Regions from separate parts of the Mus musculus genome. Here all the other regions are linked to region 6. Evidence: chromatin contacts called from public HiChIP or PLAC-seq data. All regions are on one chromosome and are shown on one strand. The core of a region is the stretch at or near the end of the contact, and the rest is flanking DNA. Distances in the headings are between cores, read along the strand shown.

Evidence for each region. HiChIP or PLAC-seq counts read pairs in DNA pulled down with a chosen protein or histone mark.
Region 1: an H3K4me3 HiChIP or PLAC-seq map of bone marrow-derived macrophages shows a contact between it and region 6, with 4 times the contacts expected there. The contact joins the enhancer-like site here to the promoter of Cct4 in region 6. A contact is called at or near these places in 15 of 39 promoter capture datasets (the C10 cell line, the HPC-7 cell line, cranial neural crest and 11 more), 1 of 484 Hi-C or Micro-C datasets (bone marrow-derived macrophages), 27 of 115 datasets of contacts at active chromatin or transcription factors (the 230-238 cell line, the SCID.adh cell line, bone marrow-derived macrophages and 17 more) and 4 of 9 other capture datasets (adipose tissue, liver, macrophages and 1 more).
Region 2: a contact with region 6 is called in an H3K4me3 HiChIP or PLAC-seq map of bone marrow-derived macrophages, with 6 times the contacts expected there. The contact joins the enhancer-like site here to the promoter of Cct4 in region 6. A contact is called at or near these places in 7 of 39 promoter capture datasets (the C10 cell line, cranial neural crest, liver and 4 more), 1 of 15 datasets of contacts at CTCF or cohesin (the NIH/3T3 cell line), 2 of 484 Hi-C or Micro-C datasets (B cells and bone marrow-derived macrophages), 21 of 115 datasets of contacts at active chromatin or transcription factors (the 230-238 cell line, DN3 thymocytes, the SCID.adh cell line and 15 more) and 1 of 9 other capture datasets (adipose tissue).
Region 3: a contact with region 6 is called in an H3K4me3 HiChIP or PLAC-seq map of embryonic stem cells, with 19 read pairs. The contact joins the enhancer-like site here to the promoter of Cct4 in region 6. A contact is called at or near these places in 13 of 39 promoter capture datasets (the C10 cell line, the HPC-7 cell line, HPC-7-derived erythroid cells and 9 more), 1 of 15 datasets of contacts at CTCF or cohesin (the NIH/3T3 cell line), 9 of 484 Hi-C or Micro-C datasets (CD4 T cells, CD8 T cells, LSK cells and 6 more), 30 of 115 datasets of contacts at active chromatin or transcription factors (the 230-238 cell line, the SCID.adh cell line, T-cell acute lymphoblastic leukemia and 19 more) and 5 of 9 other capture datasets (adipose tissue, embryonic stem cells, liver and 2 more).
Region 4: an HNF4G HiChIP or PLAC-seq map of pancreatic cancer cells shows a contact between it and region 6. The contact joins the enhancer-like site here to the promoter of Cct4 in region 6. A contact is called at or near these places in 2 of 39 promoter capture datasets (the SN4741 cell line and pre-B cells), 1 of 15 datasets of contacts at CTCF or cohesin (the NIH/3T3 cell line), 11 of 115 datasets of contacts at active chromatin or transcription factors (the NIH/3T3 cell line, the SCID.adh cell line, acute myeloid leukemia and 6 more) and 1 of 9 other capture datasets (liver).
Region 5: a contact with region 6 is called in an H3K4me3 HiChIP or PLAC-seq map of the SCID.adh cell line, with 19 read pairs. The contact joins the enhancer-like site here to the promoter of Cct4 in region 6. A contact is called at or near these places in 3 of 39 promoter capture datasets (the C10 cell line, neural stem cells and pre-B cells), 1 of 15 datasets of contacts at CTCF or cohesin (the NIH/3T3 cell line), 1 of 484 Hi-C or Micro-C datasets (B cells), 17 of 115 datasets of contacts at active chromatin or transcription factors (the 230-238 cell line, CD8 T cells, the SCID.adh cell line and 11 more) and 2 of 9 other capture datasets (adipose tissue and liver).
Region 7: a contact with region 6 is called in an H3K27ac HiChIP or PLAC-seq map of embryonic stem cells, with 9 times the contacts expected there. The contact joins the enhancer-like site here to the promoter of Cct4 in region 6. A contact is called at or near these places in 21 of 39 promoter capture datasets (the 3T3-L1 cell line, 3T3-L1-derived adipocytes, the C10 cell line and 14 more), 1 of 15 datasets of contacts at CTCF or cohesin (the NIH/3T3 cell line), 13 of 484 Hi-C or Micro-C datasets (the AML12 cell line, CD8 T cells, the G1E-ER4 cell line and 9 more), 39 of 115 datasets of contacts at active chromatin or transcription factors (the 230-238 cell line, the NIH/3T3 cell line, the SCID.adh cell line and 22 more) and 5 of 9 other capture datasets (adipose tissue, embryonic stem cells, liver and 2 more).

What each region holds. Positions count from the first base shown.
Region 1 is chr11:23,329,353-23,332,361 of GRCm38.p6, forward strand. The region is part of intron 2 of Usp34 (ubiquitin specific peptidase 34); the gene reads left to right. Among named protein-coding and RNA genes, the nearest start is that of Usp34, 24 kb to the left of the region's middle. Within about 2 kb of position 1,564, at least 3 of the 459 cell types and tissues checked have an H3K27ac peak or open chromatin away from gene starts, as enhancers often do. A contact at or near this core is called in bone marrow-derived macrophages, where this site is marked.
Region 2 is chr11:22,667,767-22,671,022 of GRCm38.p6, forward strand. No RefSeq gene overlaps it. Among named protein-coding and RNA genes, the nearest start is that of Gm40816, 15 kb to the left of the region's middle. Within about 2 kb of position 1,680, at least 32 of the 459 cell types and tissues checked have an H3K27ac peak or open chromatin away from gene starts, as enhancers often do. A contact at or near this core is called in bone marrow-derived macrophages and pancreatic cancer cells, where this site is marked.
Region 3 is chr11:23,380,964-23,384,372 of GRCm38.p6, forward strand. Usp34 (ubiquitin specific peptidase 34) reads left to right here. Exons shown (of 80, transcript NM_001190401.2): 22 at 262-416; 23 at 1,591-1,704. Among named protein-coding and RNA genes, the nearest start is that of Usp34, 76 kb to the left of the region's middle. Within about 2 kb of position 2,003, at least 1 of the 459 cell types and tissues checked has an H3K27ac peak or open chromatin away from gene starts, as enhancers often do. A contact at or near this core is called in embryonic stem cells, where this site is marked.
Region 4 is chr11:22,718,028-22,721,049 of GRCm38.p6, forward strand. No RefSeq gene overlaps it. Among named protein-coding and RNA genes, the nearest start is that of Gm40816, 65 kb to the left of the region's middle. Within about 2 kb of position 1,679, at least 81 of the 459 cell types and tissues checked have an H3K27ac peak or open chromatin away from gene starts, as enhancers often do. A contact at or near this core is called in the NIH/3T3 cell line, the SCID.adh cell line and pancreatic cancer cells, where this site is marked.
Region 5 is chr11:22,692,053-22,695,077 of GRCm38.p6, forward strand. No RefSeq gene overlaps it. Among named protein-coding and RNA genes, the nearest start is that of Gm40816, 39 kb to the left of the region's middle. Within about 2 kb of position 1,504, at least 112 of the 459 cell types and tissues checked have an H3K27ac peak or open chromatin away from gene starts, as enhancers often do. A contact at or near this core is called in the 230-238 cell line, B cells, CD8 T cells and 8 more, where this site is marked.
Region 6 is chr11:22,988,815-22,991,861 of GRCm38.p6, forward strand. Cct4 (chaperonin containing Tcp1, subunit 4 (delta)) reads left to right here and starts at 1,779. Exons shown (of 14, transcript NM_009837.1): 1 at 1,779-2,066. The coding sequence starts at 1,940.
Region 7 is chr11:23,400,281-23,403,442 of GRCm38.p6, forward strand. Usp34 (ubiquitin specific peptidase 34) reads left to right here. Exons shown (of 80, transcript NM_001190401.2): 30 at 1,173-1,298. Among named protein-coding and RNA genes, the nearest start is that of Gm22753, 78 kb to the right of the region's middle. Within about 2 kb of position 1,296, at least 7 of the 459 cell types and tissues checked have an H3K27ac peak or open chromatin away from gene starts, as enhancers often do. A contact at or near this core is called in embryonic stem cells, where this site is marked.

The DNA of each region.
Region 1 (3,009 bases), core at 314-2,813, 340 kb after region 6:
GGTATAAATAGGCTTGGAGTCCCTGAAGAGAGCTCAATAGAGGCCATTGGTGAAGGTGCAGCTTCAGCTGCAGTGGAGACCCCAGTATATCGGGAATGCCAGGAATATGGACATTTATTGATTAATGATTGATTTGGGAGGACCCAGAATTCTGTGCCAGGTAGCCTTGAGTTTTATCATAAAGCAAACAGAGCAAGCCATGGGAGTATGCTAATTAAGCTGCATTTTTTTTCATGGCTTCTGCTTCAGTTCCTGCTTCAGGTGTCTGCCTTGAGTTCCTGCCTTGTCTTTCCTCCGGTGAGGAATTTTTAGCCCTGGGAGTTACAAGATGAGATAAAACCTGTTCTTGAGTTGGTTTTGGGCACTGTTTATCAATAGTATCCAATAGAAAGGAAACACAAACATTTCTGTGTTTTATTTATTTATGAGGGGTTTCCCCACTTCTTTATTTTAGAGAGTTTTGCTCTATATATCAGGCTTGCCTTGAATTTAGAGATGCACCAGGTGTGCACCACCAAGCTATGCTGAGTCTTTTCTTACTGTTTTTGTTGTCTTTGGTGACACAACTTTTCTTTTCTTTTCTTTTTTCTTTTTTCTTTTATTTATTTATTTTTTTGAGACAGGGTTTCTCTGTGTAGCCCTGGCTGTCCTGGAACTCACTCTGTAGACCAGGCTGGCCTCGAATTCAGACATCCGCCTGCCTCTGCCTCCCAAGTGCTGGGATTAAAGGCATGCGCCATTACGCCCAGCTACAGTTTTTATTTATTATTTTGAGCCTTCTCTTTCCTCTTACAAACACTTATTCTTGGCTGTCTCTCATGGAAGAGGCAGGTGAGTTGGATCTTCTCTGTGGGTGGTACATCTTAAAATCATTATCTGTACTATATAATAGGTGTAAATAAAATGTAAGCAGGCTTTTTTTATTTTTTGGCCAAGGGTTTGACCGTGTAACTTGACTGGCCTAGACTTCAGTTTGTATACCAGGCTGGCCTTAAAATAATCTTTCTTAACACTGATTATGTCCTTTAGACTCCTAATATTTTCATATCTATATATCTCCATCCATCCATCCATCCATCCATCCATCCTTATTCTTTGGCTATGATAGTTTAGCTGTTGGGCAAGGGAGGCTACCTGATCCCTTTCATCGAACCTCTATTCTGTCCTTTACTTAATCCTAAGCTGGGGCTCTTTAGTCCTGAACCTTCCCAGTGGTTTTCTTTGTTGTTGTTTTTTTGTTTGTTTGTTTTTGTGACAGGGTCGTTGGTGGGTCTGAAACCCACAGATGCAGCTGCCTCTGCCTTCCTGGTTCTAGATTTAAAGGCATACACTACCATCCATCGTAATTCCCACTTTCCTTTTATTTTTTATTTTATGTGTGTGGACGCTTTGCCCACATGTATCTCTGCTTCACATGCATGCAGTGCCTGCAGGCGCTACAAGAGGAGAGTGTTGGATCCCTCTGGAACTGGAGTTAGAGATCATTGTGACCCATCATATGGATGGTGGGAACTGAACCCAGGTCCTCTGAAAGAGCAGCTAGTATTTTTAACCACTAAGCTGTTTTTCCAGCCCCAGTTCCCATTTTCTGACAGCTAATTTTAGAAGTAAACTTGTCTTTCCTATTCTAAACCTTAGCCAAGATTTTTTTTTTTTTTTTCGAGACAGGGTTTCTCTGTATAGCCCTGGCTGTCCTGGAACTCACTCTGTAGACCAGGCTGGCCTTGAATTCAGAAATCCACCTGCCTCTGCCTCCCAAGTGCTGGGATTAAAGGCGTGCGCCACCACTGCCCAGCAGCCAAGATCTTTTAAGAACTCAGACTCTAGCTTTACTAAGAAAACTGCCTGAGTAACAACTTCTCACTTTAAAGATAATTTTGCATTAGCATTATAGGAAGAATCTGAGTTGGAGTGGTGGTACATGCCTGTAATCCTTACATTTTAGAATCAAAGGCAAGAGGATCCTGGCCAGCCTCAACTTAAAAGGAAGATCCTATCAATGTAAAAATGGGCAGGAATGTGGCTCAGCAGTTAAGAGGGCTTTCCCAGTATATATGAAATCCTGGATTTGTCCCAAGTATTGGAAAGGAGAAAAAAAGAGGTAGGAGATAAGAGGTAGGCAGGCTGCTCATCAGAAAACACTACGAGTAATTTTTGTTTGTTTTAAGACTGGGGCTTGGTGTCTCACTTTAGTCCTGGCTCAACTGGAATTACTCTAGCCTCAACTCAGAGATCTGCCTGTCTTTTAATGCTAGATTAAAGACATTATATTTGTTTTCCTCATACAGATTGTAATATGGGTTGTGGGTTGGGGTTAGAGAGAAGGTTCTTCTAAAGGACTCATCTGCAGTTCCTAACTTGTCTGGTGGCTCACAACTGCCTGCAGCTGCAGATCCAGCGGATTTGATGCACTCTTGTGGCCTTCACAGAAAGGCACACTTACAAACACACACACACATGGATGTCTGGGTGTTATGACACACACCTTTAATCTTAATATTTTTATGTCAGAGGCAGGTGGATATCTGAGCTTGAGGTTATCCTGGTCTACATAGTGAATTCTAGGTCATCCAGAGCCACATAGTGACACTCTTATCTTGAAAAAAAAATGGTAATATGGTATTTTATAGCTAAAAGAAACTTTTGAAGTAAAAGCCCCTTTGTTTAATCAATGTGACAAATTTTTCTAAAAATGGTATTTAATTAATTAGAATCAGTATTACAGTGGAATAAGGATTTTGGAATTCTGTGTTCGGCTTAACATAAGGTTTTTGTTTTTGTTTTTTAAGATTTATTTATTATATGAGTACACTGTAGCTGTTTTTAGACACACCAGAAGAGGGCGTAAGATCCTATTACAAATGGTTGTTAACCACCATGTGGTTGCTGGGAATTGAACTCAGGACCTCTGGAAGAGCAGTCAGTGCTCTTAACCGCTGAGCCATTTCTCCAGCCCTTATCATAAGGTTTTAATCAAGGCATTAGTCATGATGTAATTATGTGGAGGCC
Region 2 (3,256 bases), core at 430-2,929, 320 kb before region 6:
TATAATTTTCTATGCATACTGTGATATCTGATCAAAGTTTGAGTCTGAGATGCCACATATTTAGACAATCTTAAATTACTTTCATTGTTTTACAGCTTAGTTGAATTTTAATCTTGTTGAAATTTGTCCTTAAACATACTTTACAGTGAGTGGAAGGGTGCCAGGAGCATCATTCATTATAGCTACTCATGTTGCTATAGTGGCTGGAATGACATTTACCAACTACAAATATAACTTATGAAAGTTATAATAAATAAAGTAAACTTTTGCTTATTGCTTGATTTTTTTTAATTAAAAGACTTCTTGTGTCTGAGTACATGCGTGTATTGAGCACACGAATATACATGACGTGGGGGTGAGGTTCACATGGGGAGGCCAGAGGACGACTCTAGGTGGGTTCTTTCCTTCCACCTTTGTGTGGTTCTGTGCATCAGTCAGCAAGCACCTTTACCAGCTGAGCATCTTGCTGGAGCATATTGCTTGATTTTTTACCTGTGGCTGTGGCAAAGCATTTCAAGGTACATATTAGTGAAATTGATGGCTGCTCCTCTGATCCTCTTAAGAATTATGATGTACAACCCTCAAGATGACTCAGCAGGAGGAGGTGCATGCCTCTAAGCCTGGTGCCCTGACTCCATCCCTGGGACCCACGTGATGGAATGGAGAACCAGCTTCCTCGACTTTCCTTTGACCTCTACTCCAGTGAGCATGCACACACATCAAACAAATAGATAGATAAGCAAGTATGTGTAAATGTTTTAAAGGAATAAAGACTCAGGGACTGTGAAATGCTCAGCAGATAAAGGCACTTGTCCCCAAGCCTACATTTGATCCCCCAGACCCACATGGTAAAAGGAAGAACCAACTCCCACAAGTTGTACTCTGGCCTTCACAAGCCATCATATCATGCACAACTCTCACATACAAAATAATCAAGTACATGCAATGAAATTAAAAATAATAATTATGATCTAGAGCATGTGCTCTCTGGAGTGAGGATACTTGAGTGTATACATTTTTCAAATGTTAATAAAGGATCCAGGATGGAACCTTTGGCACTTATAAGACTGTATGGCCCAGCTAAGCACTTCCAGGGATTTGATTTAGAAATTCAGTAAGTTACACGAATGACTGTTGAGTTGGTAGTTGTGTTAGGAATTTAAAACAAAAGCCTTTCTCTTGAGGAATCGGCTGATCTGAAGTGCTATGCTGGTGTTGGGGGCATAATTCAGCACCTTATAAAGAAATGAAGCTTTAATTCAGCAAGCAAAGAATCTTAATAGAACATTACGCAGTCATCTAATTGAGAGGCACACTAAACACAGCTGGGTAAGGGTTAAACTCTTTGTATGTGGACTGTCGGGGATTAACAAGAGTTAGGCTATGTGTGATCTGATTTTACTAGAGACAAATAATTGAGGTGAAAGAGGAGATACGGGAGGTGGGCTTGTCTACACAGTCATGGGATGTATTACCCAGAAGCAGATGTACACACACCTACACTGGCTTTTTCATAAATGTGTGTTCATATTTATTATGGCCAACAACATGAAAAAAATTAGCACCTCCTGATTTATATGTGAAAACAATATTAAAGGCCCAGCCACATGATAACTGTGTCAGAGCCTTAAGTGCCATGTTGAGTCATATACTAAAACCAAATATTGAGTCATGTGTGGTCACAAGACATCTTGAACAAATAAGCAACTCTAATGCCACAGTCCTGAGGCAAGAACCAGGTGTCAGGTACAGTTTCATATCAGAAATCCCCAAGTACCAGAGGCTTGGAATGAAACGAGAGGATTTCACGAGACAGCTACAATTTCTAGAGACAAAATCAAAAGACAAATCTGGAAGGCAGTGTTCACATTGACAAGCTTTTCTCCCGAGGAGCAGGCCGAGCTGAGGTAATATGCTGATGTTGATTTTGTTGATCATACCATGTATGAGTGGCTAATATGCCATGGGTAAAATCAAAGGTTTAATTTGAAAGGGATATTCATGTTGTAAGTAATTTTTGAAGATTAATACAGTAAGGCTTTATATAATAAAGTTTACTGTACTTGTTTATTTACATAGGGTCATGCACTTAATGCATGTTAATATGTGCATATGTTCAATGTACAATGTAATGTAAATATTACATAATTGGGATCAAGCACACAAAGTACAACATATGTATGTTAATACAGTTTAGGAAATACTTTTTTAGATACTGACATTGCACTTGAGAAATAAAAACCAGGGGCTCGAGAAGGCTCATCAGAGCACTGGCTGCTCTAACAGACAATCTGGGTTCAATTCCCAGCATCCACACAGCATCTCACAGTTGTCTCTAACTCCAGTTCTAGGGGACCTGACACCCCTTTCCTGGCCTTTGCAGGCACTACACATACAGCACACGGTGTACAGACATACATGTAGACAAAACATGCACACACATAAGATAAAAATTAAACAAAAATATTTTTAAAATATAAATGTAAAAGATGTTTTCTGTTTGTTTTGGTTTTTTTTTTTTTTTGTTTTCTTTTGGTTTTTCGAGACAGGGTTTCTCTGTATAGCCCTGGCTGTCCTGGAACTCACTCTGTAGACCAGGCTGGCCTCGAACTCAGAAATCCACCTGCCTCTGCCTCCCAAGTGCTGGGACTAAAGGCATGTGCCACTATGCCCGGCAAATATTTTTTTTTAAAAAAGAAATAAATATGGATCTCAAGAACAGAAATCAGGAACTGGTTTAAACTAGAATATCAGCTTGGGTTCTGATGGCAGGATTGATGCTTCTCCTGTTTGTCCCAGCAAGACTGAGTCTCCGTTTTTTGGCTTACAAGACCCATGTGTTTGCTGTGCTATGAGGGATCATCAATTAGGTATTTTAGAGAATTTAGAAGAAGAATTAGGATGGAAACAGGGGGAAGCAGAAGGCTGAGGCAATGTGTCCACTGGCGATGAAGGTCAGTTTGATGACTGGCCTCTATCCATGTCAGGGTGGCGATCACCTGCTAGGCATCAGGCCAGGCATTGGCTGAGCAGTCAGAATATCAGAAGTGTCTGGAAACACGAGGTAGGTGAGATGGTAAGATGGTAGGATATTAATAGGAAATATAAGGGCAAAAATGCTTAGGCAATGATGACATAGCCTACCGTGGGGTAGCATGTGAAGGGGATTTCTCAAGACCGCCTGGCTCTCCTGGGTGCAGGAAAGAATACTAGTAGAGAAAGAATGAGGATCAAACACAGGAGATCAAAAAGATCT
Region 3 (3,409 bases), core at 753-3,252, 390 kb after region 6:
CATAAGGAATTACTACTGATCTAGTAATTATAATATATGTATTTATAAAAACAAACTATTTACACATATGTGTCCAGAAAGAGTGTATACCTTTTTTGCATAATATATAAAATGCAGATGTCATAACTCACCAGTATTGTGTTACTTGGCAGGTGCAGGCAGGTCAGGTACAAGGCTAGAGTGAGCTATGTAGCAAAGGTCCTGTTTGACACTCCTAACCTCCTAAATTAATAATGTACAAAATATGTTATTTCTGTTTAGGGTTAAGTTTAGAGCAAGTGGACATTTTATGGCATTGTTTGGTAGAAGACTCTGAGTGCTATGATGATGCACTTCATTGGTTTTTAAATCAAGTTCGAAGTAAAGATCAACATGCAATGGGAATGGAAACCTATAAACATCTTTTCCTGGAGAAGGTAATTATATCTTAGAAGTTTGATCTGCATATTCTTCTACATGCATTCAAATCTCTTCAAATATGACTTCTTGTTCCTCTCACGTAGTTTTTAAATAGGACAAATGCATCAGTTTTTGATGATCCTTATATAAGTTTTCTAATTCAGATTTTCCTGTCATGTTATATTTTAACTAAATGTAAATTTAGTTTTATTTATAAATGTAGTTTATTACTTATTTGAGAATTTGGAGTAACTAGAATAATATTTAAGTATGGTAGTAATCATAAATGTTAATTTAAAAAATGATTGTCCAGTTGTGAAATGTGTGCCCATAACCCACATCTATGAATTTTAGACCAGGCCAATCTTGAACTGTCAGAGATCTGCCCGTCTCTGCTCCCCAAGTACTGGGATTAAAGGCATATGCCACCACCTCCTGGCTCTTTAAATTTTCTTAATGTTTTTGTTGTTGTTGTTGATTAGGAAGGTTCTCGTAAACTCAGTGTCTCTGTGTCAGAGTATATACAAATGAGTTTTAGGGTAAGGCACAGATAAAAGGCCATTTATCATGTATTATTCCCTTCAATGCAAATACATTCAGTTTGATTATCTCATAAGTATATGAAGTATATATTTAATAGGTAACAAGTTGTGTGGGGCTGGAGAGATGGCTTAAACACTAAGAGTACTGACTGTTCTTCCAGAGGACCTGAGTTCAATTCTCAGCAACAACCACATGGTGGCTCGCAACCATTTATAATGGAATCAGATGCCCTCTTTTGGTGTGTCTGAATACAGCAAGAGTGTACTCACACAAAATCTTAAAAAAAAAAAAAACAAAAAAACAAATAAAAAAACAGATTGCGTGTATTTAGTTCCCCTAGTTTGGTTGTATGTGTCTATGAATTCAATTTTCAGTATTCATATGTATGTGTATATTGGAAATTCATATATCAAAAATTAGTCATATATGTATATAAAACATTCATGTATATATATTGAAAATTGAAGCACACATCAGGCAGGTACTTTTATTTGAAGTATACATCTGTTCAGGCTTTGCGTGTTAAATTATTCAAATGTTTATAGTTTAGCCAAATCTAATCTGGAAATTCTAATTCTGCGTTCTCTTTAGTAAAATTAGTAGTTTTATATCTAATAAAATAGAATTTGTTAACATTTTTTCCTTAAGATGCCCCAGCTTAAACCTGAAACAATTAGCATGACTGGCTTAAACCTGTTTCAGCATCTTTGTAACTTGGCTCGATTGGCTACCAGTGCCTATGATGGTGGCTCAAACTCTGAGGTAATGCTTAGACTTATTTTTATACTTTAGACTTAACATCAATTTTCTTGTCTTGAAATTATATTACTAAGTTATCTTTCTATAAACTTTGGCATTATTATGAAGTTGAATTTTATTTCAAGTTTTAAAACGTCATATTTTAACTTTGAAAGCAATTTTGGTGTGATTTCCCCCTCCCCCTTTTTATTTTAATTTCCAAAGAGAACTGTGGTTTTGCACAAGAAAGCCTTATATGTGCTGTGCTTTGTTTAGAAGGAGAGATGCCTGTTCTGTTATTCTCCTTGCTGATCTTGGAATTGTGTGACATTATTTACTTAATTTGCATGTGTGTACACTTTTGTTCATGTGGAAGTCAGAGAATGGCTTACAGGAGTCAACCTGCTTTTTCTACCACCTCCTGGGGAGTCTAAATCCATCTACCAGATTTAGCTTCTGGCTCTTTTTTGCACTGAGCCACTTCACTGGCTCTGAAATCCACATGCTATTTGCTATAGCTTCTCTCTATAGCAGTATATACTAATCAGTAATATATGGTGATTTTTTTCTCATATAATCCATATAGATCATTCATTATGACTGAGTGCACACTCCTATAAATTTGTAGTCTCATGTGCTTCTTCTCCATATTGGATGGCTGCAGTGTATTTGATTGTCATTATATTCTTCTAATTATAAACTATTATTCAAAGGTATTTTTTTGTTGCACATTCTTCTTCTTAGTTAATTTATTAGTAACTTTATTTTTATAGTTTTATATCACGAGAAAGTAGTTAATAATTTCTATGGTATAAAGAACAATTTTAGAGCTGGTGATATAGTTGTTAGAATGGTCTCTCAGCAAGCACAAAACCCTTTGTTTCATTACACGAACTACATAAACCAAGCAGGTAAAGTGGTAAACAACTCTAATTTCAGGATTTGGAAGGTGGAACCTGGAGGGTCAGGGATTTTGGTTAATCTTTGGCTACATAGTGAGACAACATGAGATGTTATCTCACAGAGTAATAATTTTGCTTGGATTAATATGTGCTTTCCTATCTTTCTAGTATTGCTTTTGTTTGTATTGTGATGGTGAGGCTTGTTTTGTTAGGATTTTTTCTTAACACCAGTATTAGTGAGTTTAAATTTACTAATTTCAATATATGATAGTTTTCATTGGCCTAATTAATAACTGTGACCTGGTAGATGATCTTCACTCAGGCTATTAGATTATCCATTGGAAGACTATATCTCTGCCCATAGTTTGAGACCTTTCACTTAAATTATTTCTGCGTTAGCCTTTAGCCGAAACATTTCTTTCATTATCTCATAGTTAACATCACTAATTTGAACAATAATTAGTTTATTGTGTCCACTATATTATTTATGACTCTATGAAATTGGTAGCTTTATCAATTTACCTCTGATGAAAATCATTGAAGCATTATGCTAAATTATTATTCTTTTGTGACATGTTTTATATAATTGAAGGTTTTATACTATATAATTTATTAAGCATCATATTCTTTTCCTGCTTTATAAATAAATACAATTGGCTTTAAAAGTTCTTCATTAACTGAGGAAATTTGTAAGCTTTTATTAATTATTATTTCATTAATTCCATATACTATAATTTACCCTCTTAATACTTTATAAAATATTAAATTTAGTGTGCAAACATGAAAATGTTTGGTATTTTAATGATAATCTGTCATCTAACAAAATT
Region 4 (3,022 bases), core at 429-2,928, 270 kb before region 6:
TGAGTTCATCAAGGCCAGCCTGGTCTATAGAGAGTTTCAGGACAGCCAGGACTATACAGAAACCCTGTCTTGAAAAACAAACAAACAAACAACAACAAAAAACCACTTGCTGCTCTTGCAGAGGACCTGGATTCAATTTCCAGAACCAACATGGCAGTGAAAGAAAATTAAATTCAAGGCCCATGACTCATGCGGCTTGCTAGTTAGGAGGGCTTTTTGGCCCAAGGTCAAAAAACAAAGGCTGTTGCTGTTAAGTCATTCCAGGAACTGGCTAGCCATAAAGATAGGAGAGGCATACAAGGACGCCCGGACTATCTCAGCTGTTACCTCGCTCTGCACGTACAATTTGCTGATGTTTAAACTGTTCAATTTTGTGTAACCGCGCCAATTCTTCCCCTGCCCCCAACTTTTTGTATATAAACCCCTAGCTTCTGAGCCTCGTGGTCGACTCCTCTGTCTCCTGCGTGAGATACGTGTCAGCCCGGAGTTCCGTCATTAAACTACCTCGTGTGTTTGCATCAAGACGGTCTCTTGTGATTCCTTGGAGGTGTGCCATCTCGGGACTTGAGTGGGGGTCTCCCCACTAGGGTCTTTCAGCAACTCATAACCATTTATAACTCCAGTTTCAGGGGATTTGACGCCCTCTTCTGGTTTCCATGGGACTAGGCACACACATTGTGCACAGATATACATGCAAGCAACTCATACACATAAAATAAAAATAAATCTCATCTCAGACCAGTACCCACTGAGACCAGAGGGGATGTTGAATTCCCTGGAACTAAAATTACTGATGGCTGCTGAGAGGCAAATCCAGGTCCTCTGGAGAGTAGTCAATGGCCTTAACTGTAGTCATCTCCCCAGCCCCACATTGCACGTAATCTAAGTCTGGAAAGGCTGAAAGTGTGCAAGCTTCTATTGAACAGGTCTTTTTTTAAATTAAGTCTTTAGTTACGGATGAAAACAGAAGATAAGAACATTGCTCCTGTAATAACTGGAGTCGGTTGGATACAATCCTGCACTGTCACATGTTTTCTGAAGCGAGGTCTGACTGCAGCCGTGAAGGATATGAAGGCATGCACTGGCCAGCAGTGGGAGAGGAAGGGGTGTCCATCATCCAGTCTGAGCCCAGGAAAGAGACTCTTCAAGTCTAGCAGGAGGCCAAGGTGGAGTGGGGGCATTCAGGGAAGTCTGTCAGAATGTAAAGCCTTGGGGTTGAGGAGGGGTTGGGTTCGGGAGTCTCACAGTACACCCTGGGCCCTTAAAAGCTAAGAAAATAAGCAACCCAGGGAGATCTAAGTCTGACATTGCCCCATTGTCCTGCCTGGGGCCAGTGATGGGTGCTACACACAGGAGCCTGCAGAGTTTGCTAGCTCATTAACCTGAGGAGGTGCAGACTGATGGCATCCCTTCTGCAAAGGCAGACAACTGCTTCCCTGTTTGCCTTTCCCTCTGCAAAGAGCCCTCTTCACCTACAAGAAGAACTACAGCCTTCAGAGCTGCAGCCTAGCAGCTGCCACGCATCTGTTTGTGCTGCAGGATAAAGGGAGGGACCTACATCAATCTTTCCATGAATGAGGTGAGGAAGGCCCAGGCCAGAAACAGTAGTGATTTCACTGAGGTCAGACAGCACCTCCTGAGCAGAACAAGGATTCATTTCCTGTTCAGGTTGTTTCCCATTGCATGACTCAGCAAACCCAGACTGTGCTCACATCCTATAGGACCGTGTCACCATGGTTTACTCCCGCGTTTGTCCTGGAAAATCAGTGAGCAACCACAGACCAAGGACAGGGTAAGCTTGCCAATGAGAATATAAAAAATGTTACATGAGGTAATTAAAATCTGCCTTTCCCAGCATCCCCTGCTTCCTGAGGCAATCCCACTCACGGCTGTCAAATACAGCTCTACATCAACAGTTGGAAACTCCTGTTTATTTTGAAGTATTGGCTACATTTTATATGGCAAAGAATTATAACCAAAGTGAAAGAGCCTTTAAAAGGCCAAATCAGCTATTGTACTACAAAGTAGATGTCCTGGCTCTTTCTAACAGCAAACACTTAGAAATAACTGTCAATTTAAAAGGGCTGATGGGTGTGATTTGTCATAGGATTTTACAGCTGAAAAAAAAAAGCAAGCGATATAAGAGCTTCTTTTTTATTTTTAAATTGAAGAATTATTCAGAAAGTTGGTGATCTATAAATAAAGAGTACAGTGAACAAGTGAGTGCTCTCTCCCTCCCACTCCCTCTCCCTCCCCCTCTTCCCTGTTCTCTCTCTACCCTCTCCCTCTCGCACTCCCCATCTCCTTCTTCCTCTCCCTCTCCCTTCCCTCTCCCTCCCCCTCTCCTCCTCTCCCTCCTACCCATGCTGATTCCTAGTCACCAAGTTCACCTTGCCATAGGCAACCAGTGTGACCTAGTTTTCCTGTAACATGTTTAAAGCTGTTTTATGCACACATGAGCCATTCACACACAGTCTCTTCTCACCTAAAAACTAACAGGCCCAGAACTCAGGAGGCAGAGGCAGACAGCTCTCCAGGAGTCAGAAGCCATCCTGGTCTACATAGTAAAGTCTAGGCCAGCCAGGGGTACATGATGAGCCCCTGCTGAGAAAGGATAAAACCATTACTCAGTACCTTACTCTTTCACTGAACATACAGTTGCATTTGCGGAGCATCTCTTATGTGTCAGGAACTGTTGATCATTAAGAATTAGCAGAGAGGGCTGGAGAGATGGCTCAGAGGTTAAGAGCACTGACTTCTCTTCCAGAGGCCTTGAGTTCAATTCCCAGCAACCACATGGTGGCTCAAAAACATCTATAATGAGATTTTGTGCCCTCTTCTAGCCTGCAGTCATATATGCAGGCAGAATGCTGTATATATAATAAATAAATCTTGAAGAAGAAAAAAAATTAGCAGAGAACAAAATAGCTGATTTCCCCTCCCCCCTCCTAGAGTCATACATTCTGTGAAAATAAATTTTAAAAGAAACATATGGGGCTGTGTGGTAAATGCCATGGAGGAA
Region 5 (3,025 bases), core at 254-2,753, 300 kb before region 6:
TTTCAGAATAAATTTAAAAAATGGAAATTAATAAATAATAATCACAAGAACTTATTTACACTTTGTCCAAACAGTAGACAGACTCCTGGTCTCTCCCTGCCTTTCTGGTACATGTTATAATTTTAGAGAAAAGACTAAATAAAATCTATAAATGTACTAATGCTAAGTTAGCTGTGAGCTTTGCCTAGGAATTGTGTGGAATCCCCTCATGTGAGGCAAGTCTTTCCCCTGCCTGACCCAAGAGCTGTAACTCTTTTACTAGTGTAGAGAAATTTTAATTCTTTGTGGTCAACTGGTTTAATAGTTTGAAAGTAGAAGGAAGGGTCACAAACATCTCTTTTTAGAATCCAGTTTCTATGGCCAGGTGTCAACACAGGGTGACAGTGACAGTTCCTCCATCTTCAAAGTTGTCAACATATCATTTTCCGATCTGTCTCTGGCCTGTTTCCATCATCTGAATCTGACCCAACCCCAACCCTACAGCGTGCCCACCCCCTTCTGCTCATGCGTGAGCCTGCTTTCCTCTCCTAAGAACCTTTTTGTTGACACTGAGTTTGCTCATGTAATCCAGTATAATCTTCTCACATCTCAAAATCCATAACTAATCACATCTGCAAAAGCCTCCTTTGCGTGTAACATGACATATTCACAGATCTGGGAGATTAGCATCATGGACATCTCCAAGGTATTTTTCTGCCTGCTATTTCAGATGCTGAAATAGTTACCAAGCCCTAGTGTGGTGACTTTTGTTGTGTAGCTCAGAAAAAAAGCCCTTGTGCTGCTTAGCTCTGAATCGGGTCTCTGCCCTGGGGAGATGACCCGATAAGGCCAGCCAAAGGGTAAATACTAGGGTGGCAATATCATAGCTGGAAACTCCCATCTGAAGCACAGCTTTGGAACCATGAAAGAAAATGACTGTAAACACCACAGCTGAGCCACAGAACTTTCTCAGAGGAGCTACACTTGGTTATAAATATAACACTAACCCAACACTCTCCTGGGTAAAGCCCCTTCATGATTCCCCCATGCTTTAGAAAAGGGAAAAAAGAAAGTCTCAGAAGAGGGTTTTTCAACCTCAACTCTGACAATGCTCTGAGCCAGGTCGTCCTTTGTGGTCAAGGGCTTTCCTGTGCATTGCTGAGACTTTATTTCCTTAGAGTGACTCACCCAGACCCCACACAGCCTTATGACACTCTGCTGGATGTCCCTAGAGGGCAGAATTGTACTCAACTGAGATGCCCTGTTCTGGAAGAGCCTCCAGGATCTGAGTCTGGCAACTGTCCAATTCTGTGCTTTCTTCTCCAGCTACCTTAGGGATGAAAGGTAAGGACTGTCTCAGCAGAGCTCACTGTCCCTCCACTTATCTACCTCTTGTCACCTAGAATTGGTTTCCTTGTGTCTGAGTCAAATGTTTCCCACTTGCCTCTGACCCCCACACACCACCCCTGCTCTGCCTATGCTGTGGCAGCCTGATCCTCTGTATATCCCTCTTCATAACTGCCTAACCACAGACTCACTTCTTAGGAACTGTGCCCCTAGCACTGCATGATGGGTACACGTTGTTGCCCAATCTACTGCTGCACCACATCAGACAACCAAGACAGGAATCAAAGTGTGAAGAATGGCGGGTGAATCAGCCCCTAAGGAAAGAAATGAATTTTGCTAGTGATGGCTGGCCCTACTACAGTTAGTAGGTAACTTGAGTATGATTTGGGAAAGTCTTCTGAAGACAGTGAGCCCAGGGTTCCTACACATCAGGACTCCTTTCCACCAGGACTTCTGTCCAATTACGGCCTCCCTGTGGGAAAGTCAGCACCATGAACTTGGTACCTAGCAATGGTCCACTGAGAGAGGATGTCAGCTCAGTTGTAGCTCTCCCAAATCAGAGACATCAAGATCCTAGGATGTTCCTTCTGTGTTGCCTACCCAACCTGGGTCAGGGATACACAACAGCACAAAGACCTCATGCCACAGAAACTAAGCAAAGCTCATTGGATGACCCCAGTTTAAAAGAAAGAAACCTCAGACTCTAAAATGGAACCTTCTGGACAAGACTAAAATTACAAGGGCCTGTCTCCGAGGGCACTGCCAGAGTTTCCCAGGACATGAGGTTAGTTCTCCTGCTTCCCCATGTGGGGGCGCAGCAGGCTTCACCCCATTCCTCACAGGTTCCCAAATATAAGCACCTGCATCCCACAAGACATCAGTATCTGAGTTAAGTGTCCTAACTTTGGTCAAGATATTGACAAATATATAATTGTTGCATTATTATTCATTTAATATTCCTTTAGATATGTATATATGTGTATATATTTTACCTATATATGTGTATATATATCCTTAGATATGTATATATGTATTATAGCAATTCTGATTATATAACTAACATGTTCATTGTAAAAAATAAAGATGTTAAGCAACTCAAAAAATAAATTTTAAAAGCACCTTTTCTACATCTCTTTAACCAAATAGACACACAATGTGACTTTTACATACCAAGCAAATGAATTAAAAAAAAAAAAAAAACAGATTGTATCTGCATGGTTTGGTCAGTTTCAAGAATTGCATGGCTAAACTTTTCTGTATCATCCAATTCTGTGTCTTTGGAAGACTTAAAGCTTCTAGACATCTCTGAGGACCTCTCACATTCTGTGAAGAAGGCAGGAAAGGGAGGCCACAAGTGCCAGGCCAGAGGGCTCCACTCATGACAGCACGGTGTTCCAGCCTTCTGCTCAGCACGGGATCCTTCTAGTCCTGGGAAGACTCTACTGGCACGGCAGGCTAGGGCACAAGGTTCCCGTCTCCCAGAGGCATCTCTCTGGCCTCCTGAGATGAATGTACTCTGTTATGTAGAGTCAGAGCTGAAAAGGTGGGTCCAGTATCCTCCTCTTCTACAAAGACTGTGTCAGAAACCACATTCCTGGGCAAAAGACCAAAAGTTGCATGTCTGTTGGGGGTTATCTGGGGCAAAAATAACCTTCCCACTATGGACAGGGCTCACAGAGAGAAGCACTGCAGAAGTGGG
Region 6 (3,047 bases), core at 529-3,028:
TAAATCCAACTATTACAGAAAAAAAAAAAAGAATTCCCTGCGACGTCAGTGCATGAGGTTCTGCCCTGGGTGGGCAGTGAATTCAGCTCCCCAGCACGACAGACAGCAGAGATTGGCTTGCACCTCTTTCATCCCTTTCCCCGGGGAGAAGCATGTCTTCCTGCAGGCACAGTGAAGGTCTCTTTCAGATCGCTGTTTTGTCTCCTGCTTTTAAGAGCAGGAGAAGTCAGAGTACTTGCGTTAGTTATTTCTCTGTTGCTGTGATAAAACTCCATGACCATGCCGGGTGGTGGTCTCACCAGCCTTTAGTCCAAACTTTTTGGGAGGCAGAGGCAGGAGGATCACTGGGAGTTTGAGGTCTACAGAGAGTTAGTTTCAGGACAGTCAAAGCTACACAGTGAAACCTTATAACAAAAACAAACAAACAAACAAAAAACACACCACAACCACAAGGAAGGCAATTTATAGAGGGAAGAGTTTTGAGGGGTTTTATGGTTCTAGGACTTCATGATCACTGGGAAGCACAGCAGGGAAGCTTCACAACAGGTAGGCATGGAGAAGGGAGAGCTCACATCTCATATTGTGAAGAGGAAGCAGAGCACAAACTGGCTGGTAGCTTTTGAAACAAACTCAGCCTCCAGTGATATACTTACTCCAGCAAGGCTACACCTCCTAAGCTTCTCCAATCAGAGCTACCCACTGGGGACCAAGTATTTGAATGTCTAAAACTAGGGGAGACATCTCAAATCACCACAGTACCAGTACCTGTTCTCTTCATATAAGTCAGCTGTCTCAACAACCATAGAATATTTGTGTGCTTCGAGGGAGGGGTAAACTGGTCTTTGAAAAAGACGTGTCCCCCAAGGGGAGGCTTGAAAAGTTCATCTTAGTCTTAATAGAGTGAATGAATGTAAATGCTTCTCATAATTACAGGACTAAGTCCATGAAACAATTGTTCGTTAACCTACCGCAGGCATCTGGCACCTTATGGCTCTCAATTATTAACTGTGAACTACCACTGAATGAGTATTACCTATATAAACTCTGGTGGTCAATGATCATGATTATAGAAACCTTGGAAGTTTACCTAAGGACAGAGTCCTGGCTCTGTACTGGCTTCCACTGCCTTACTGGTTGACCTTGGGCTTTAGCTTCATCATCCTTTAAGTCTAGACGATGACACCTATTTCATGGGATTATGAGGATTAGTGTGGGGGTGGGGTGGGGGGGGTAAAGAGTGTAAAGATTTCACACTTTGCTCAGCAGATAACTATTAATCAGTTATTAGAATGTTTATGTTCCCTAAGAGTCAGTGGTTATGTTTATGGAAGAGGTCTTAACTAGAAGGCAGACTGGATTTGATAGGCAGTCACCGCCCCACAACTATTACGATTCTGTGCCGTCTAACTAGTGTATTTAAATCCCTAGGCAGTCAAAATATATACAAAAGGGAGGAAACTATTCATGGCACATCTCTCCTCCAACACCTTTACAAAGTGAATAAACTAGGAATAGAATTTGGAATTTAGACATGGATGTCCGTAAAAGGCCGGTTGCACCACACCCACTCCGGAACAAAGCCAGAGCTGTCACAGCTTCCTCAACAGCACTAGCAGAAGCTAAAGGCTCGGGTCCATCTAGAACGGCCACAGCCACGCCTATAAAACCTCCCGCTCCATCTCAGGCACAGGGAGGGGTGGACAGTCCGTAGCCACATCTCCGCGCGCAAGCTGCGCAGCCGGCGTGCGGCAGACAGCCCCTGACGTCACACCCGCGCCGGCTCTCCAGCAGGCCCCTTGCTCGGCTTCCGCCTTCTCTCCCGGCGTCGCTTTCTGGAAGGTTCGTGGAGGAGGCGGTCAGGGAGACCGTTACTCCACAGCAAGCCGGAATCCGTGTCCATCCGTCCTCCTGAACCCGCGCAGACGCCACCAAGGTCGCCATGCCGGAGAACGTAGCTTCCCGAAGCGGGGCGCCCACCGCCGGGCCCGGCAGCCGCGGGAAAAGCGCCTACCAGGACCGCGACAAGCCAGCCCAGATCCGCTTCAGCAATATTTCCGCGGCCAAAGGTATCACCCGGTCGCCGGCCCGCCTCCGGCGGAACGGCCCAGCCTCGCTGTGACCTTGGCCCTGGGTGGGTTGTGTTCCTTCAAGGTGGTCTCGTTTGCAGCTTTCTGCTAAGCACTCGGAGCGTGGAGGCCTCGGACACGCCCCATTGTGGGACGCCGAGCTCCTTAGTTCGTCTCCTGCAGGCATGGGCGGTGTTGGTCACATTGGCGCAGACAGCCGTTTAAAATACTGAAAGCAATGATCCTTGAGATCTGACTCTTAAGAACTAAAGCTTGGCTGTTTATCAAACCTAGTGGTAGACGACACAGTATTTTGAGCTTTCAAATAAAATTCATTTTACTTTTTCAACATTTTCAAAAAAAGTTCATTTAACTTATGAACGTTCTTTGGCTCCGTAGTACTAATCGGATAGTCACTATAAATTCCCTTAAACTGGCAGGTGGGCGACATAGGGTTGTAAAAGCACGTGGTGAAAACCAGACAGGCCGAGTTTTATTCTCAGTATGTGCTATTTGACGCGTCTGACGTCTAAAGCAACAAAGCCTTAAGAGATACTGCCAGGGTTTATTTGGGTTGGAGACAAAGATGCATGATTTGGGAAGTGGACGGGGTGTTGTTTTATCTTCTGAAGGTCCTAGGATCCAAGAAACTCTTGACTTCGCAGTGCAGCTGTAAGTTGGGTGAGGTGACAGTTGATTTGCAGGGTTGCTGGGAGGATTAAATGTGAAAGTGTATGAAGTAAACCTGACAAGTACTGCAGTCACCAGTCCAGGTGACTGGAATGTGTTGGTGCTGTGAGGTGTGTGCGCAGGATGGGCCTTAAGGAGTTGGAGACGCCAAGCTGACCAGGTGCTCCATGTGAGAGTCTTTTGGAAGTTTGGAGTGAATACCTGACACCTGGAAGTTTATTGAGTTCATTAATTACGTTTGTGGTAGTGGAGTCATTGGGATGTTGAAAGATGAATTCTAGAGTCAGATGA
Region 7 (3,162 bases), core at 46-2,545, 410 kb after region 6:
ACCTTGATTGAACTCTTTATCCTTCTGCATAGTCTTCTCTCCCCACACCCCACCTTCTTGACACACACCTCTAGACAGAATATTACTCGAAGACCCAACTTGCCCTTAAACTAAAACTCCTCCTCTTCAGCTCCCTGGATGCTGGGAATATATAGGCATACACCACAGCTTACAAAGCTTTGCCATATCTTTTATATATTGAATTTATGTAAGTATAGATGATCGTGTGCTTGTAGATCCTAGACCCAAAATACCACATATACAGAAGGACCACTTTATATTAGCTTAGTAAAATGATTGTCATTAGATCATTGTTGTTACTTACAGAATATTTCTTTGGTATTCAGCGCATTTCATTAACACTGGGAATTACAGTTATAGTAGTAGCAGTATAATAATAAATTCATTTATACTCTATGGAAAATACCAGGGTGTTAGGTTTTATCTTTTTTCCCCTTCTGCCATGCTGCCTTACTTGGGCAATGGATGAAAACTTGCTTTTTAAATGTGTTTTTGAAAGCATCCTTTTTCTAGTCTTTGTTTTATTTGCTCACCTTTTTCAACTTAAGTTTTATCAAATGATAACGGCAAAATTCAGGTTCATTAAAAATTGTGCTTTCCTTTAATCTCTTCACAAATAGGTCAGAATTTAACTTAGTGAGTTTTTGTTGTACATAGAATGATAATCTGCGAAGAAATAAGAAAGAGACGTGGAAATTATGAAACACGGATAAACTTCTATTTCAAAAGTTGCTTGGGAACAATGATCAGCTAATATAAAAAATGCCGAGGCGCTGGAATGATTGCAGAGCAGTTAAGAGCGCAGGCTGCTCTTACTGAGGTCCTGAGTTTGAACTCCCAGCACCGACATGGTGGCTCAGGACAATCTATAAAGGGATCTGATGCCCTCCTCTGGCCTGCAGGTGTACATGCAGCAGAGCTTTCATACATAAAAAACAAACAAAAAAAGAGAATGTTAATGAGAAGTTGAAAAATGCTACTTCCACCTAATCATTTTCTTGGATACATTTATCCTAAGAAACATAGTATTAAATTTTCAGACATTTTTAAAAGTAAGGGTAGGAAATTTTCGCAAAACAGTTTTTAAAATTGAAGTTAAATTTTTTATTTCTTCTGATCTATTGATAAAATAGTGTTCTTATTTTATGTAGAGTTTAAAATGTGAAGAACTTCATCTTCATGCAGAAAATCTTTCAAGGCGTGTCTGGGAGTTGCTGATGCTTCTTCCGACTTGTCCCAACATGCTGACGGCATTCCAGAATGTCTCAGACGAGCAGGTGAGCCCACCCGCAGGCTTTGTACTCTCCCAGCAGTGTTTGTGTACAGAGATAGATGGAGGCTAGAGGTCCTCTTTGGATACCACCACCACCACCATCATCATCCCTGCTACACACACACACACACACACACACACACACACACCTCTGCCCTCTCAATGGCAGTAATACAGACATGTGACAGCTATGCTCAACTTTTTCAAAGGGTACTTGGGATCCAACTTTATGTTTCTGAGGTAAATATGTTACTGATTGAGCTATCTCAGTAATCTCCTTTTGCTAATTTAATAGGAAAAAAGTGTCAATTTAAATATCATTTTTTTAAAAGTTATGTAACATAAGTAAAATGCAAGTGATCTTTTGTTAAATTGTCTTTAGAAAAATAGGAATTTGCCTTTTAAAAAAAGATTTTGTGTATTACATGTATGAGTGATTTGTTTGTATATATCTGTGCACCGTGTGCATGCCTGGCACTGCAGAAACCAGAAGAAGGTGTTGGTTCCCCTGGAACTAGAGTTGTGGATGACTGAACTGCCATTGGGTGCTAGGAATTGAATCTGAGTCCTCTTCAAGAGCAATAAGTACTTTTAATTACTGAGCCATCTCTCCAGCCCCAGAGTAGTGCTTTTATTGATAAGGTTTTTAAAAACTTGTATGTTTTGAATATTTCTTTTTGACAGCAAAACTAGGAAAATTGAGATAAATATAATGTGATGATGAAGTAACAGCCATCAGACCTTGTTTTAGGTTGTTATACAGATCCAATGACAGAATTGTAAAAACAAGGCAACAGAATTTAATACATAGTTAATGTTTCTTCTATAATATCAGATTACGTATAGAAAGTGTTGGATATCATTGTAAATGCCTTTACAGTGAAAGATTACATTACAAAGAGATTTATGCTATTTTCTTTCAATGCTAAGTTCTTGAGAGTACATGTATGTACGTGAGTGAGGTCCCTATGGAGGCAGAAGAGGGTGTTGCATCCCCAGGAGTGGTAGTTACAAGTAGTTTTTAGCCACTCTACATTGATGCTGGGAACCATAACACGAGCCATATATATTCTTAACCTCTTAGTCATCTTTCCATCCCCTCTTTGAGGTAGGAAACATTAGCTACCCTCCTTTGGAGGCAGGGACTGACTATGTAGCCCTGGTTGGCATGGAAATCATCATATATCCTAGGTTGTCCTTGAACTAAAAAAAGATCTGCCTTCCTTTGCCAAGCCCTGAGATAAAAGGTGTGTGCCTCCACACCTAGCCCAAGAATGCTTTTTTTTTTTTTTTTAAGATTTATTTATTTATTTATTACATGTAAGTACACTGTAGCTGTCTTCAGACACACTAAGAGAGGGCGTCACAACTCATTACAGGTGGTTGCTGGGATTTGAACTCAGGACCTTTTGGAAGAGCAGTCAGTGCTCTTAACCACTGAGCTATCTCTCCAGACCTCCCCAAGAATGCTTTTAAAAGCTACATAACAAGGGGTTTCTTCAAGGAAGATCTATTGCAAGACTCATGTGTAATGAATAAAAAAAAAAACAAATGGCGTATTGTTACATACCACTCACTATCTGATTTGCCACACCATCATATGAGTTCAGAAGTCTGACTTCTTAAATTACTTGACTTGAAAAAGGATTGGCTCTAGAATGTGGTTTGTGATCACTTTAGTAATAACATTTCAAAGCTACATATTATGCCAACATTAGTTCATACATTGATAGCAGAGACAGCAATTTCTAATTTAATTATTTTTCTGTGCTTTTTTTGATAAAATCTTTAATTTTAACAATATTTAATGAATGGTTTGTACTTTAAACATGCTGCCGATACCATTTCTTTTTGTCTTAGATTTTGAT